Linked DNA regions of Mus musculus: region 1 is linked to region 2. Evidence: chromatin contacts called from public HiChIP or PLAC-seq data. All regions are on one chromosome and are shown on one strand. The core of a region is the stretch at or near the end of the contact, and the rest is flanking DNA. Distances in the headings are between cores, read along the strand shown.

Region 1 (3,097 bases), core at 240-2,739, 220 kb before region 2:
ATGACCACACTCCGTCCACTATGGGAGCTCTCTCTCTCCTGAGGAACAAGAACACAAAAAACAACATTCAGCTCAAATCTATAGCCCACATAGGCAATTCCCAAGGTGAGCTGGTCTAACCCACTAAGTAGTGGTTGCTTGTATTTCTTCCTTGACCTTTCGCGGGGCCATTCTTTTTCCTCTCAATGGCCTTCCTCCAACACTGTGGATTTCCCAAAGTTTCTAATCTTATTTGCTCCATTCTATCACTGTTGTTTTTGTAATAATGCCAGTCTTCAGTGGACTGAAGAAAGGACCCGCTCTCTTCCCACTTCCCAGTTCCTCTCTACTGACCGTGAAGACAGCTCGGTTCCTGGTTACACTCTGAACCATTGCTCTCCACCCCCTTCATTAGCTCCATACTTCAGTGTTCCTCTAGAGTTATCTTTCACACTTTTCCCGAACAAACTCAATGGCTTTTCTTCAAAGGATCTCTTGTTATTTGTGGGTCTGTTTGAGTTCTGTTGTTGTTGTTTTCTCATTGGATATGTTTCTCAAACCTCTCCATGCATGTTGGGGAGGGGGGGTCATTTGGCTACATTTCTGAAATTCTACAGCTGGAGTTCAGAAATGAGAACACCCTTTCCTGTAATGAACAGTCCCAAAGACATTGTGTAGGCATGTGCATCATACTGCTTCAAAAAATGTGTTTCTTATGATCAGGAAAGGACTCGTTAAGGGCCAAGGTTTCTAATTGGAATACTCTGGGGTAAATGCTCTCTGCAACAGAAGACAACAATGAGAAGAGACAAAGGGACTCTGTTCAGGGAGACCTGGCATGATCAAGGGATACTCAAAGTAGAAGACTGCAGGTCCCAATACGACATTTTTTATTAATAAAGAACTTAAGGATATACTATATATATATATATATATTACCTGGTGTTCACTACAGGTTAGCCCAGAAACAAACACCATGGCTTTCTCCTCTCTAGAATCGATTTATATGGGCCAAGTTTTGAAGATGCCAGAGTGTCTTGGAACTCATTCTATTAGGTCAAGATTGGAAAGAGAGATAGTCTAAAGGAGGTTAGAAACACAAGGATCATTCAGCCTGAAGCCACTGGAGTAGAAAGCTTGAAGTTCCTGCTTCAATTTGACTGCATGCAAGGCTTCTAATGAGTGAGCACTCACCCTAAGTCAGCTGAGCAGGTACTCCCACAGACAGCAGAAGGTCTGTATTTCTCTGGGCTCTGAGCAGAGAGAACATCTTCCCTATTTTGGATTAGCAGGCAGTTGTGTGCACAGAAGCACTAGTTTGTGTGTATTTGTTAAGCACTACCCTTGAAAGGCTCCATGTGAGCCTAAAAACATTTAGTTTGTCTCCTATTTCTCTGAGTATTTGATGAAGTATTTTAATGAATCTTTTTGTTCTTTTAATGAGAGGACCAGAGAAACCACAAGTGACACGTAGACAAAAGTCACCATCTAGTGGCCTAACTGCACAGTGTTGAAAATGTCAAGCTCCAGTGCTTTCAGAAACCTGTGCAGGAAGCACTTGGCGCCATCACCGAGCCTCTTCATAACAGTAAAGCTATAAAGGCAACAAGCTACACCCTTCAAATGAACTAATCTGCAAACTCAGCTTTGGTCCTGGGCCTATGGGCAGTATCAGACTATAAAAAGAAGGTTTAATGCAATTCAGTGATATATCTAGAAACCAGACTCAGACCCCAGTCAATGGGGGATTTTAAAATTATTTTAGACAAAATCTTTCAAAGACAACTTTATAAATGAAAATGGTAGTAGAATGACTTCTTGTGCACATCTTGATGATTTTAAAAAAAAAGTACTGATGCTCGGGAAAATTTAGGAAGCCGTAGTCACTAGAAAGTGTTATGGATCTCAACTTCTGTCTAAGGAAACTGTGGGTTACCAAAAAGGCTTGAGAACCAGAGGACTGTGTTCAAACACGGGCTTCTTTTTCTATTGCTCTGTGCTTTGCCCTTGTTCTTCAACCTTTCTGAGCCTTGTGAGGACCAAATGAATCAGGACTGGCTCAGTGTCTAGAGCGTGTCTTGTACCCTTCCCTTAGATTCTAAGGCTTAGAAGGGCTGCATACTTTAACTGGAGGGAAATAAAGAAAAGGGAAAAAAAGTAACTTAGAGGAAAGTGGGGCTCAGATGTTGAGCCAAAAACTTGAAAATCATATATTTTTTTCTGCTAAAAAGAAGAGGCATACTTAGTCACTACATGAGAAAGGGGGGGAGAGAGGGGCAGGGGTACTGTAGACATGTATCCTCCAGTGTTTCCCCTTTAGAGTGCTAAATAATGACTGGCATCTTCAAGGTTCACAGCACTCTAAAGTTTTACTCATTAAGTGGGATGCCCAGGTCTGTTTTCATTAGTCTGATGAGCCTTCCCCGGCACACCAGGAAGCCCTCATCCTCTCACACAGCACAGTTGCTGCTCACTTAAACATTCACAACTCCTCTTGCCTGTTTCTAACTGGGCCTGTGAGAAAAAAGGTTGCCAAGTCAACATCCAGTCCTGCAGCTGAGACCGGAGGACCAGCTCCCCACCACGGGGTTGGGGGTGGGGTGCTTAGTCATTCTGAGCCTTAGTTCTTTACTGTCCTTACCAGCAGAGCCCTCCTGACCTGCCTCCAAGGGCAGAGAACATGGCTAAAGTCACACACGCTGGGGCAGAGAAGATCCAGTGCAAGCTCTGGGCCTCTTCTGTACCCTGCACTGACTAGGCCCTTTCATTCTAAGAAAAAGTAGTACCTCAGCCTGCCGGGACAGTTATGCAGGACTAGGAAAACCCTGCTGGGCCTGTGTCAGCTGAGGAGCCTCTCTGATCCTGCCCGACCCTCCACAGGATGCCCCAGGCTCACCAAGCGCCTCTCCACATTCCCTTTTTTCCTGTTGTTCTTGCCTGGAGTCACATCCAGTGAGCGGTAGCTGGGCGGCTTCTCCTCAGGCCAGTTTGGAGACTGTGAGCGGCGGCGGCGGTGATGGTGACGTCGCTGGGCACCCCAGTTCCTGGGCAGCGACTCTTTCTCCTCTTCAGAGCTCCAAGAGCTGGGGCCCGAGGGTAGAGGAGGCGAGTAGCTGCG
Region 2 (3,185 bases), core at 33-2,532:
CTGCATAGCTCAGAAGTGTTCCCACCACAGGTGATTCCATCTCTGTCTTTCTGTTCCTTATTCCCTGGTTTGCAGCTTCTACAGTAGCTTTAAGTTCAAAAAGATTACAGAGGAGAGATGGGTGAGGACTGGAACATGGCTCCCAAGTGCTGAGGATGGCAGGCACGGGCACTTAGCTGACATGTTTCCCAGGATCATTACAGTCTCCATTGAGCCCCAGAAGCCTCCAGACTCTCTAAGATCTTGGCCGTGTCCCTCACTATCAGGAGATGTACCAGCAAGTAGAGACATCATTATGTGGGCCTAAATAGGTAGGAACCTGACACCTATATTCAGTCTCATCCGAGAATTAGCTTGCAGCCCAGTGTCTGCCATCTCTCAACTCTTTGCTCCTAAGCCACTTGCCCGGCACCATTTTTCAAATCCCATATTAATTTTTGATGCAGAAATCTCGTTTCTCATTAGCTGTTGACATGATATCTTTGTTTCTCATCTCAAGTCGTCTATGTCCCATGAGAGGTACACCCAAGGAGGACCCTGTTTTATTTCTAAGCACTATCCACCATGAACTTTTTTGTAAGAATTCAGTTTCTCATGTAAATCTTTTCTAGTCAGACTCTCACGTACTTCCATTCTGTTAATTTTTTCTTCCTCATTTTTGCTGGCTCCCTGCCAACCATAAACTTCTTTCATTAATGGAAAGTCCTACCTGTGCGTGGACCATTCCTGGCTTCTTGGCTCTGGCTAAATTCTACTGCCTTTTAGAATGTATGTAGATAGGGGCTTCCCACTGGTGCCTACAAGGCACACATGTTAGCTCTAGAGTCCTGTAGTGGGAATACCCTCAAAGACCACAAGATGGAAATATCACCACACAAAAGAAAGTGGAATTCTCAGAACCTGCGTGCATTTACCTTTCTCTGAAATGCGTGGTTCCTTCTCAGAGTGTTGCAAATGCACTGGGGATCCTGCTATGTCTCCATCCCCCCAAGCCCCCGACTTACTCATTCTTTTTCCTCCCACCACTTGACAGAGAAAACAAGAAGCAACATGTTATGCTGATGTACAATCTAAAGAAGAACCTCACATTTTCTTTTTCAGTGGAATTATCATTTTTAGCATTCTAAAAACAAAAGGATGCCTTCTCTGGGAAAAATACCTAAATACTTTTTTATGTTAATTGCTTTTCATTGACATATTCATTGCACATAGTGATGAGCTTCATAAAGACATTTTTATTCAAATAGGGCATGAATTTCGACCACATTCACCCTCCCTTACCTTCCCCTTTCTCTCTTCTCCTGATCCCCATTCTTTCCCAGACAATCTCACTTCTCTTTTATAGATGAGATTTATGTATCTGTATAAAATCTAGGATTCACAAATAAGAAAAAAAAATCAAGACGTGATATTTATCAAGCTGATTTTGCCTAATCAGATCATCTTTTATATCCATTTTCAGCTAATGACATAATTTCGTTCTTACCTATGGCTGATTAAAACACCATTGCATCCATAGGCAGGGTCATATGGTGGTTCTTCTTGCAGCTCTCTGGGGGAAATTCCATACTGGCAGTCATTGTGGCTAGTCTAATTTACATTCTCACCAGGAGCCTAGAGAGGTTCCCTTTTCCCCATACCCTCACTAGCTGTAGCTCAGTGGGCGAGAACTTACCTAGCAGTCATGAGGTTTGTGGCTTCAAATCCCAGTGCCAAAAAAAAAAAAAAAGAAAGAAATGTTTTTGTGTGTGCCAGGAATAATCAATGTAAAGACTCTTAAATGTGAAATGATTTTCACTTCTTTCTTCCCCGTTATGTGACTTAAAGGTAAAGTATTATGCAGAATATAAAGTGCTCTAATATAAAACTTACAAGCCCGTATGCCAAAAGAGCGACTAAGGATGCTTAAAGAGATGAGTTTGGGCCTGGAGTGATAGCTCAGTGTTTAAGAGCACCAATTTTCTTCCAGAGAACTGGGTTTCAATTCCCAATACCCACATAGCTCACAACTGTCCCTAACTCCAGTTCCGGGGAATGTAATGTCCTCTTCCTGCCTCTGCACATGGTACACAGACATGCATTCAGACAAAGCATCCATACACATACATTTAACTCATTGGTTATTTAAAATGAGAGATGGGACTTAGATGGGTGTAGAGATGACTCACACATGCCTATACACCACATTCACACCAAAAAAAAAAAAAAAAAAAAAAATCTGGCTGCTCTGATCCACAGGACCTGGGTTCGATCCCCAACACATAGATAGTAGCTCTCACTAGTCTGTGGCTCCAGTTCCAAGGGATCAAATGTCCTCTTCTGGCCTCCTGGAGGAACCAGGCATACACATGGTACGCAGACATGGATGCAGGAAAAATATTAATACATTCAAAACAAAAATAAAAATTGTTAAGAGAATAGTGGGTTCATCTACTGCAGAATGTACCTGATTATCTCAGACTAATTTAAGGCTCGGCAGGCATTTTTCTTACACCGGTGTCGGCAGGATCAGGGTTTTAAACTCCTTGGTGCAATCTAAAGGTTCTGTGAACTTATAATACACTAGAAAGCTATGTGGGGGGTGGGGGTGGAACAGGATTTCAGGGCAATTGCAGGACAAATGAGAAAGCTACAGCGCAGAAGGCTGCAGTCAGATTCAGCCAAACCCCTAGTATAAAAATCCAGCATGGCAAGTTCTTTAGTGGAAGCTTGAAAACTTTGAGGATATGATTTTGGGGTGTATCCTTCTTCCATGTTAGGAACATGGTTGAAATCACCAGCCAGAACCAACAATGACACACCTGAAGCCAGTGATGTTCGTTGGTTTGTATTATCTGTCTATGCGAAAGGTAATCAGCTAGTTATGAAATAATATCATTCCAACTCTTGTCCCCATCTTTGTCCCTACTCCTGGACACTGTAGAGGGTAGTGGACCTAAGAGAGAAGAGAAGCTGTCGGTTGCTTGCTGTGTGTCTTAGTCATTGTTTGATTTCCCGAACAAAACATCATGACCAACCAAGAAGCAAGTTGGGGAGGAAAGGGTTTATTCAGCTTACACTTCCATACTGCTGTTCATCACCAAAAGAAGTCAGGAAGGGAATTCACACAGAGCAGGAACTTTGAGGCAAGGAGTGGATACAGAGGCCATTAAGGGGTGCTGCTTACTGGCTTGCTCCCTCTGGCT

The links. HiChIP or PLAC-seq counts read pairs in DNA pulled down with a chosen protein or histone mark.
Region 1: an H3K27ac HiChIP or PLAC-seq map of bone marrow-derived dendritic cells shows a contact between it and region 2, with 4 times the contacts expected there. The contact joins two enhancer-like sites. A contact is called at or near these places in 5 of 115 datasets of contacts at active chromatin or transcription factors (CD8 T cells, bone marrow-derived dendritic cells, embryonic stem cells and 1 more) and 2 of 9 other capture datasets (embryonic stem cells and pancreatic islet).

Annotation. Positions count from the first base shown.
Region 1 is chr16:36,722,458-36,725,554 of GRCm38.p6, reverse strand. Ildr1 (immunoglobulin-like domain containing receptor 1) reads right to left here. Exons shown (of 8, transcript NM_001285788.1): 7 at 2,876-3,097; 8 at 1-38. Among named protein-coding and RNA genes, the nearest start is that of Ildr1, 30 kb to the right of the region's middle. Within about 2 kb of position 1,489, at least 9 of the 459 cell types and tissues checked have an H3K27ac peak or open chromatin away from gene starts, as enhancers often do. A contact at or near this core is called in bone marrow-derived dendritic cells, where this site is marked.
Region 2 is chr16:36,503,783-36,506,967 of GRCm38.p6, reverse strand. All of the region lies in intron 4 of Casr (calcium-sensing receptor), which reads left to right. Among named protein-coding and RNA genes, the nearest start is that of Stfa3, 50 kb to the right of the region's middle. Within about 2 kb of position 1,282, at least 5 of the 459 cell types and tissues checked have an H3K27ac peak or open chromatin away from gene starts, as enhancers often do. A contact at or near this core is called in bone marrow-derived dendritic cells, where this site is marked.